Linked DNA regions of Sus scrofa: all the other regions are linked to region 1. The links are chromatin contacts, called in public Hi-C maps. All regions are on one chromosome and are shown on one strand. The core of a region is the stretch at or near the end of the contact, and the rest is flanking DNA. Distances in the headings are between cores, read along the strand shown.

Evidence for each region. A called contact is a pair of places that touch in the nucleus more often than the background predicts.
Region 2: a Hi-C map of heart right ventricle shows a contact between it and region 1, with 3 times the contacts expected there. The contact joins the promoter of TINF2 here to the promoter of PRMT5 in region 1. A contact is called at or near these places in 1 of 5 promoter capture datasets (fetal liver) and 1 of 47 Hi-C or Micro-C datasets (heart right ventricle).
Region 3: a Hi-C map of liver shows a contact between it and region 1, with 4 times the contacts expected there. The contact joins the promoter of DHRS1 here to the promoter of PRMT5 in region 1. A contact is called at or near these places in 1 of 5 promoter capture datasets (liver) and 1 of 47 Hi-C or Micro-C datasets (liver).

What each region holds. Positions count from the first base shown.
Region 1 is chr7:76,109,665-76,112,884 of Sscrofa11.1, reverse strand. It overlaps PRMT5 (protein arginine methyltransferase 5), which reads right to left and starts at 1,880. Exons shown (of 17, transcript NM_001160093.1): 1 at 1,766-1,880; 2 at 967-1,085; 3 at 572-657; 4 at 1-23. The coding sequence starts at 1,875. TRNAR-ACG (a tRNA gene) reads left to right here and starts at 2,230; the gene lies at 2,230-2,302. It overlaps LOC110261594 (a long non-coding RNA gene), which reads left to right and starts at 2,100. Exons shown (of 3, transcript XR_002345942.1): 1 at 2,100-2,281.
Region 2 is chr7:75,054,956-75,058,060 of Sscrofa11.1, reverse strand. TINF2 (TERF1-interacting nuclear factor 2) reads right to left here and starts at 1,270. Exons shown (of 8, transcript XR_002345917.1): 1 at 726-1,270; 2 at 479-583; 3 at 258-359; 4 at 1-179.
Region 3 is chr7:74,990,547-74,993,514 of Sscrofa11.1, reverse strand. DHRS1 (dehydrogenase/reductase SDR family member 1) reads right to left here and starts at 1,395. Exons shown (of 9, transcript XM_003128543.4): 1 at 1,133-1,395; 2 at 570-743. The coding sequence starts at 719. It overlaps NOP9 (nucleolar protein 9), which reads left to right and starts at 1,407. Exons shown (of 10, transcript XM_001927718.4): 1 at 1,407-1,768; 2 at 1,984-2,439. The coding sequence starts at 1,525.

The DNA of each region.
Region 1 (3,220 bases), core at 631-3,130:
AAATTCAGCTCCTGTAACATAGCCTAGAATGGAGAACAAGAGGCAAAGTTAAGAGCTAGCAACTCAAACAACCTTTTTTTTTTTTTTTTTTTTGTCTCTTTAGGGCTGCACCCACGGCATATGGAGGTTTCCAGGCTGGGGGTCCAATCAGAGCTGAAGCCGCCGGCCTACGCCACAGCCACAGCAACTCAGGACCTGAGCCATGTCTGCAACCTACACCACAGCTCACGGCAATGCCGGATCCTTAACCCGCTGAGCAAGGCCAGGGACTGAACCCTTGTCCTCATCCTCATGGATGCTAGTTTTTTTTTTTTTTTTTTTTTTTTATTTTCCCACTGTACAGCAAGGGGGTCAGGTCATCCTTAGATGTATACATTGCAGTTACAGTTTTTTCCCCCACTGGATGCTAGTTTGATTCATTAACCACTAAGCCACAAGGGGAACTCCTCAAACAGCTTTAAGTGCATTACATCAGATTTACTAAGTTATGGAGGGGAAAAATCTGTTCTCCCCATCCAGGTTGTTTACAGATCTGATCTTTAGAAAGATTCGGTGAAGATGTCAGTCTTACCGCCTCAGAGTTCCTGCGGATCTTCTCCACTTTTGAGTCTGGACGAATCCATGGGGAAAGCTTGCCCACAATTAGTGTATTCCAGTCTGCACTCCCCAACCCAAGAAAGACAAAGACTGAGTGAGGTTCAGCACTTTATGCATTCAATTTCTATTTCTTAACAGGGAATAGTAGAGATGAGAGACAAAAGGCTTTTTCTATCACAGATACAGGAAAGCCTGATGCAGAATAGGAAACTAAGGCTTTGAGCAGTAAGCAAGGAGAGAACAAGAGTTATCCATATCCCAGGGTTGAACAAATACATCCAGGTCAAGAAAGGAAGAGGAAGAAGGCACTGATAAAACATAAGTTGTTACTGCCTCTAATAATTAAGGGGCATGTGGGATGGTCCCTACCCCTTCCTGACAGCAGTAGGTCTGATCGTGTCTGGGGACCCGGCCGATTCTTAGCAGGTTCCTGAGTGAACTCCCTCTTGAAACGCGGGTGGAAGACAGGCATGCAGAGGAAATCAAACCTACAACCACGACAGACCCAGAATCGTCATGTAAAGAGAGTAGCAGTGCCCAGCGATCCAAGCAATTGGACTAGGCTATCTCCATTCTGCACAACCCTTTCAGCTGCCATTAGTCAGTCACTCGAATGGGCTGCTGAATTCGGCCCATTTTAGGGAATATCACTTCCACTGCGTTGTGCCTCAATTTCTTCCCAGAACAGAGCCATGGAAAAGATGAGAAAAGAGAAAAGATGAAAATCCACGCCACGTGGACTTTCTACTCTGTTGTCACTGATTTTCCAAGACTGTCATATCCAGATCTGCTCCAGTACTACCCAGGCTTCAGCCCTCAAGGTTCATCTCTCCTCTCCCTAGCCCCATAACACTTCCTCCCACTCTGAGACAAGAACCTCGCACCTCGCTCTCCAGGGCCCTTGAGGTCGTACGCCCTCTTTTTGAGTTTACCTGATAACTCTCTCGACTTTGGGGTTCAGGGACCACACGTTCCCAATATGTCTTTCTTTCTCTTTCTCTTACGCTCCAGGGCCGGAGGCTTCTCCCTACATGGACTAGCGGTTTCTCCCACCCTAATCTTATCCACTCCGACCCCCTCACCCCTGCTTCCCAGGGATGACTGGTCTGCCCCTCTCAGTCCCCGAGTTCCGACCCCGCATTCTGTTCGCGGAAGTCCAGGCCCTCACCCCTGCTTGGCCACAGCCCCCAGTGTGTCAGCTATTTCGGGGACGCAATTCAGGTCCCTCCCGCTGGACACGCGGCTTCCACCGGCACCGCCGACCGCCATCGCCGCCATCTTTTCCCTCGCGCAGTCCACGCCGAGATTCCCTGACACTGGCAGCCAATCACAAAGCCGAAAAAAAGCCCCCGGAAGGCGGGACGAGTCTCCCTGACAACCAAAGCGTCTCCCAGGGTCCCGAGCAAGTGGAGGAGGGGTGGGAAGTGGCTCTTCCTGCCAATCCGCAGGCTGCACAGTGACGTAGGGCACGGCTCCGGAAGAGTCACCAATCTCAGGGTCTGGTTCTCGACAAACTTCGATCTCCCATAATGCTTCATGTACTGGTAAAATTCCGGTAAGAGACTACACGTCCCATGAAACCCTGCAGTATAAGCTTGAAGTGTCATCATTGAGAACGAAGAAGTCGTCTCAGGGCCAGTGGCGCAATGGATAACGCGTCTGACTACGGATCAGAAGATTCCAGGTTCGACTCCTGGCTGGCTCGGTGGGGCTAACGCTTTTGGTGCATCCCCTGCAATGCTTTAATGCCCCCTTTTAAAATTTCTTCGCTGTCCTCTCTCGCTCTCATTTTCAGGTCTTAATGTTATTGCATTCTGCAACTATTTCATGCCAGCGTTTAATAATACCTAGTTCAAAGATGGTTCTTGTGTCCCTGCCTTGGTGCATCCAAATGCACCAAGAAAACTGAGTTAATGGCTGGTGCTCTTAAAATGGATTTTGAATGGGCCTTAGTATATTTTTAAACAGATTGTGGCAATTCAGCCACAAATTCCTTGTGATTCGGTATCTCAAATACAAAAAGCAAACACTGAAACACACACACCACTGAAGATAAAGGAATTCATGGTGAGAGATTACAGTGGAGAGAAGTTATGAATTGACTGGCAGAGACAGGAAAGAGTCTCTACATTTTTCTTTTCCATGCTTGCTAGAGGGATGGAAAAGAAGGAAAGGAATGAAGCAAAAAAAGATCTAGGCAGGAGAAATACCTGAAGGCAGGAAGCCCAGAGGTGTTGCGGACTTGGCAGCGGGGAACGGAAAAGAGAATCAATACAAAAGGCCCTAGGCAGGAGGCCTTGACAGAATTTAGAGACCGACTGACAGGGAGTCTGAGAAAGGGAAGTCTGGGGGTGATGCCCAGAGTTCTGGCCTCTTTGAGCGAGACAAATGATAAAAGCTGGTTTAGGGAGAATCGAGGCTGGGGTTTGGAAATGCTGACTTGGACGTCTAGGGGGCGCTGTGTAATAGAGAGTTGTATGAACAGTGATCTGAACCAGACAAGATTTGCAAATCGCCAGAAGAGAGATAGTGACTGAAGCCAGGAGACCGAATGAGATCGCCGCAGTGGACGACAGAGTCCTGAGAAACACGGAATGTGTGTGGATAGGCTAAGCTATAAGGG
Region 2 (3,105 bases), core at 21-2,520, 1.1 Mb after region 1:
GAGGCATAAAGACCACAGTCCTTGACACAACCACCCACATTCTACCCTTAATGTGTTTTGTTCCCAGAAACCTGCTGTGCCTGCAGTGTAGGCAGTGCTTTTTCCAGCTGACACAAGTATTCAAAAAACAGCTTTTCCATGGCAGCCAGGAAAGTTTCCCCATACTCTTGCTCAAGTCCCTGCAGGAAGGAAAGAAGCAGGTCAGAAAAGGACTAAAGAAAAAGCTACACCATAGCTTCCAAAGCTGCCAGTCCCACCTGTAGGTTCGAAGCCAAATCAACAGAATCCTTTGCTAGTTGCTTCACCTGCTGGCAAAAGGTTTCCTGGGCCTCTGAGATTTTCCTCAGATCCTGCTTTGTCTGTTGGGAGTAAGGAAAGCAAACAAGTTAGGGACATCAGGACCAGTGACAGGAAGGAGGAGCAACTGTGCTGCCCTAAGTGTTAACTGGGGGTAGGGCTTCTTCCAGGGACGACTCACGGCTTTGGGGTCCCGCACCACAGGTCCAGACTCTGGGAAGTGGTGATTCAGGGCATTCAGAACCTGGGCCCAAGGCCGGCCCTGCAGGATCAGCTCCACCACCAGCTGTGAAGAATACTGAGCTCAGAATCCCCACGTCGGGGCAAGCTACCCTTTTCCAACCAGTCCCACTCCAGAGCGGTCGGTCCAGCAGAGGACCTCGTATCCCTCCCCTTTCCCCTCAACCAGGTCCTACTGACTCCAATACCTTGGCCTTTAGGCCCATACACAGGCGTTCATGGTGCCGGTAGCGAACCAAGCCAGGGGCAGCAGCGCGCAGGGATCGCAGAAACTCCAATACTCGCGGAAAATGCTCCACGCGCCGTCCGCGCACAACTTGCCAGCTGGCTGCGGCTGCGAAGCGCAGGGCTGCGGGACCAGCCTCCGGGGGCGCGGCCATGGCCGGCGGGCTCCACCCCAGGGGCCGTCCCTTTTGGTTCCTACCTCCAAGGCGAGGCTTCGCGACTCCTCCTAGGGGTGGGGCTTCCGGTGGCCCTCCGACTCCGCTATTTTGGTCTGCGCCGCATAGTTCGCGATCTGAGTCCACACCCTCCCGTGGGTCACTAGAATTCTAGGGTTTTTTTCCCCAACTCTGGATGCAGCCCGAATGGAGAAGCTGGCCAGCTACACTGGCACCAGGTTGCTGTGTCTTAGACGCCGCCGCAGTCTCTAACCGGACGGCTACCTCGCTTCGGCTCTGCCACCAGTTTCCCTACCCCGGAAAAGGGTGGCAGTGGAGAACCAATGGGCCTTCAGGCAGAGGAGACGTGACGTCGCGTCATAAGGCCACGCCCCCGCAGATCCGGCTGCGCCGCTGCCGGCTCCCGCCCACTGTGACCTGCTCTGCTGACGGCCGGTGGGTGGTGGCGAGTGCAGTTTTGGGTCCCGCCCCTGGCCTCGGTGTTTTTTTGCGGAGCATATAGAGAAGTCACGTCTTTCTTTGAGGTCTAGCTTTTTGGTCTTTGAAGGAGGTCTATGCCACTTCCTTTCTCCATTGTCTTCACCTCTCAAATACGATTCCTTAAATCCCGGCACCCAAACCAGCGCCTGCAAAGCCTTTCCCGGCGGCGCGCCGCTGCCATTAAGAATTCAACTGTTCTTCCTTTCACAGAACAGAAGAGGGCGCCCGCCTTTAAAAAATAAAATACAGGGAGTTCCTGGTGTGGTTCAGCGGGTTACGGACCTGACTAGTATGCTTGAGGATGCAGGTTCGATCCTTGACCCTGCTTAGTGGGTTGAGGGTCAGTTGCCTTGAGCTTTGCTGTAGGTTGCAGACGCGCCTCAGATCTAGCGTTGCTGTGGGTGTGGTGGAGGCCAGCAGCGGTAGCTCCCATTCGACCCCTAGCCTGAGAACTTCCATATGCCACGGGTGTGGCCCTAAAAAAGCAAAGGAAATCCAACCAAACAAACAAAAACAAACCCGAAAACAAAGTTTAAAAAGATACATCAGGAGTTCCCGTCGTGGCGCAGTGGTTAACGAATCCGACTAGGAACCATGAGGTTGTGGGTTCGGTCCCTGCCCTTGCTCAGTGGGTTGACGATCCGGCGTTGCCGTGAGCTGTGGTGTAGATCGCAGACGCGGCTCGGATCCCGCGTTGCTGTGGCTCTGGCGTAGGCCGGTGGCTACAGCTCCGATTCGACCCCTAGCCTGGGAACCTCCATATGCCCCGGGAGCGGCCCAAGAAATAGCAACAACAACAACAAAAAAAAAGACAAAAGACAAAAAAAAAAAAAAAGATACATCAGATTGTTACCCTGTTTTTCTCTAGATGGTGAGACTAGGTAATATTCTATGTTTTCTATGTTTGCTATCTTTTCTTTTTTAATCATGAAGTGCTAAAGTAAATAATAAAAATAGATTTTCTTTTTCAAATTGCTTCCGCGCACTTGCTACAGTCAGTCCCCTAATGTAAATGACTGTTTTACTTGTCTTTCTCCTTGTCACAGTTTCTGGTGCCTCTCATTTCCATTGCCAGGAACAGAACCTCTGCACACAATGTACATTTTCTGTTGATTGAATTAATTACCTTCTCTGACTGCCTTACAGGGGTTTAGTGAAATTACCCTTTCTTTGGGGCATCTCCTTTCCTAGATATAATGGCTCCCCACCGTCTCCACTTAAGATCAGTCTTCTGAGGTGCCCCACATATTCAGCTGCCCAGGGGGCATCTAGTTGGAGGTCCCGAAGTACCCAGATCAGACATGTATGAAATTCTAGTTATATTTCACTTTTGAGACATAATTTTGATATATACAGAAGTCTAGGTTGGTGGGCTTTTTTCCTTCAGCACTTTAAATTTACTGCACTCCACACAACTTATACAACTCAACAGCAAAAAAGCCAACAACCCAATGGAAAAATGGGCAAAAGACCGGAATAGATATTTCTCCAAGGAAGATATACAGATGGCCAACAAGCACTTGAAACAATGCTCAACATCACTGATTATTAGAGAAATGCAAATCAAAACTACCCTGAGATACCACCTCACTCCAGTCAGAATGGCCATCATTAGTAAGTCCACAAATAAATGCTGGAGGGGGTGTGGAGAAAAGAGAACCCTCCTGCACTGTTGGTGGGAATGTAA
Region 3 (2,968 bases), core at 146-2,645, 1.1 Mb after region 1:
TTCTGCCTTGGACTTCCTGTTGGACTCTTTCTTTTTTTGGCCATGCCTGAGACATGGAAGTTCCAGGGCCAGGGGCTGAACCCATGCCACAACTGTAACCAGAGCCATAACAGTGACAATGCTAAATCCTTAACCCACTGAGTCACTAGAGAACTCTTGGACTCTTTTAAGAGCAGAAGTTATGTCTTACTAATCTTGTTAATTCCAGTGCTTCACCCAGTGCCTAGCAAATCAAAATCATCCCAATGTTGAAATGAAATCCAGTAGAAAAGTCAAGCAAAAATATACGATTCAATAAAGTCTTGACTAAATTAGAGAAAAGGCATAGGTCCACAACTTTTAGCTGCAATTTCAAAATCCCTGAAACACTCAACAGAAAGTTTTTTTCATAAAATTCACTCAGTGGCAAAATGTGACCTGAAGCTAGGGCGTTTATTTATCCCACGTTCGGTACATATTCATGCTTTGTTGAGGAATATCATGGTTTCAGGTAAGGAATTAGAGGGAAGTTAATGGGAAGAGCTCCCTCAGGTGGTTTCTGCCCCTGGGGTCCCAGAGGACGCACTCACCTCCTGGGCAGTGACCTGCAGCGTGTCAAGATGGCGGCCAGTGATGTAAACTGTGGCACCTGCTTCGCAGAGCTGTAAAGCGATGCCACGGCCAATACCCCTGGAAGCACCTGTCACCACGCACACTTGGCCCTGCATGGGTGCTACCATGACTCACAAGAGAAGGGGTTAAATCTGTGGAAGCAAAGACCTGCTCTGAGGAAAAGACTGTGTATGTCGGGGGCGGCCTCTGACAAAGGTAAGAGGGAGAGCCAAGGTTGAGATCCTTTGAAGGGAGAGAAGTTTCAGAGGGGGCCAACTAGTGCAGGCTCCCGGACAAGGCTGGCTGTCCTTTCTGGGAAGCCAAGGAGTTTAGAAGGGGACTGTGTGAGGCTGTCCAGGCCGGCCACCTACTGGGACTATGAGTGGGGCTGACTGGGTGGGAGACTGTGGCAGGACAGTTCTGGCGCGTCCACGCAGAGTCCTGTACTATCTAGAGCTCTGGCCACTGGTCCGGAGGCAGTGGAGTGGGCGGGGGGCCCAGGGACCGTAAGCCTTAAGTGGAGGGGGCTCGTGCCTCTTACCTGCCACCTGTGCTGCCTCTGGACTCGTCACACCGTCTCGCTCGTTCTCGGAGGACTTTAATTCCGTTTTCAGGGGCGGGACAAGGCGACGTCAACCGGGTCAGAATACGACGCTGGGGTGGAAGTCCGCGCTCTGGCCGGGTTTCCGCCGTGGACGCGGAGGGAAGCACGACTTCAGATGTGCGAGGGGACCCCACAAACAGGGGCGGGGCGATCCCGTGGCCCAGCCACGCCCACCCCGGAAGGGGCCGTCGCGCGGCTCTGACGTGTAACGCTGCGCCCTGAGCGTGCCGGCGTGTCTAAACTCTACCCTGCCCCAGCCCTCACCTGCTGCGTGAGTGTTCCTTGGCCGCTAAGGAAGGTTTTGCTGGCGGAGCGGGCACGGAGCAGCCATGGGGCTGGGCCCGCGCTCCTGCCACCCGGCGGGGCGAGGGTTCCCAGCTGGCGGCAAACGAGGACGCGGAGCCAAGGGTTCGGGGCGCCCCGCATCAAGCCGCCAGCAACCTTGCCCGCCTCCGGAGGGGCGCTCGGAGCCAGCTACAGATGCCCACCCTCACCTGAGCTCCGAAGCTCTAGGATATTTCCGTCGGGCGCTCTCCGCGCTGAAAGAGGCCCCCGAGGCAGGAGAAGAACGAGGTAGGAAGCAACTTCGGGGTGAGATCAAGGAAGGGGCTCGTTGGGCATAAAATTCAGGACAGGCAAGGACATTTTCGTGGGTCCCCGGGGTGTAGGGACTTAGTTTCTATCTCCTGTATCCCCTTTCTTACTCCCCGCCCCTTGGATAGGTGATGGAACATAACCTTATTCTCCTTTCGGTCTCTTCGATATATTTCTTTTTTTTGTTTTTCCAGAGCTGATGGTGCACAATGTTTTGAAAGAAGTGGAGGCTCAGGCCCTGGCCCTGGCTACAAACAGGACTGGTAGTGAGATGCTGCAGGAACTCTTAGGGTTCAGTCCCCTGAAACCGCTGTGTCGAGTATGGGCTGTTCTGCGCCCCAACTTGCGCTTTGTGGCCTGCCATCGATGTGGGGTCCATGTACTGCAAAGTGCTTTGCTGCAGCTGCCTCGATTGCTAGGGAGCCCTGCAGAGGAGGAGGAGGAGGAGGAAGAGGAGGAGAATGGGAAGGATGATTCTTTGGAGACCGTGGAGGAGTTGGTCCTGGGACTAGCTGCTGAGGTGTGTGATGATTTTCTTTTCTACTGTGGAGACACACATGGCAGCTTCGTGGTCAGAACTTTGCTGCAGGTATTGGGAGGCACTCTTCTGGATTCTGAGAGAGCCAGGCATCGAGGTTCCCAGTCACCTGGTAAGTATTACAGGAGAGGGATGTGGACCTAGAGGGAAGGAGAGTTTGGAAGTTCAGAAGTAGAGAATAAGCAGAATATTTCTTCATGACCTTGAGGAATTATCAGAGAAATTAGGACAGGGATAGCAGGTGAAAGATTAGTGTGCATAGAGGCCCAGAGGTAAGATGCATAGGTGTGTTTAGGGGACAGAGCTGTTAGAAGAATGGGAGGAAGTGGAAGAGGTGATTCATTCAAACATTGGATTTCCTTTTTTTTTTTTTTTTAAACCAAAATTCACAGTAAGAAAAAAAATTTTTTAAATATAACTCAACATTCTTGTGCGTTTATATGCACATATTGGATTCAAGCAAAAGTTCAGGAAACCATGCCCTTACTACATGCAACCCACTTTGGTATTTTCTTTCTTTTCTTATTTAATTCTTTTGTGTTCCATTAAAAATGCTTGTTGTGGGAGTTCTCACTGTGGTTAAGTATCCAGCGTTGTATGCAGTGGCTTGGGTCTCTGCTGAGGCTTGGGTTTGATCCCTT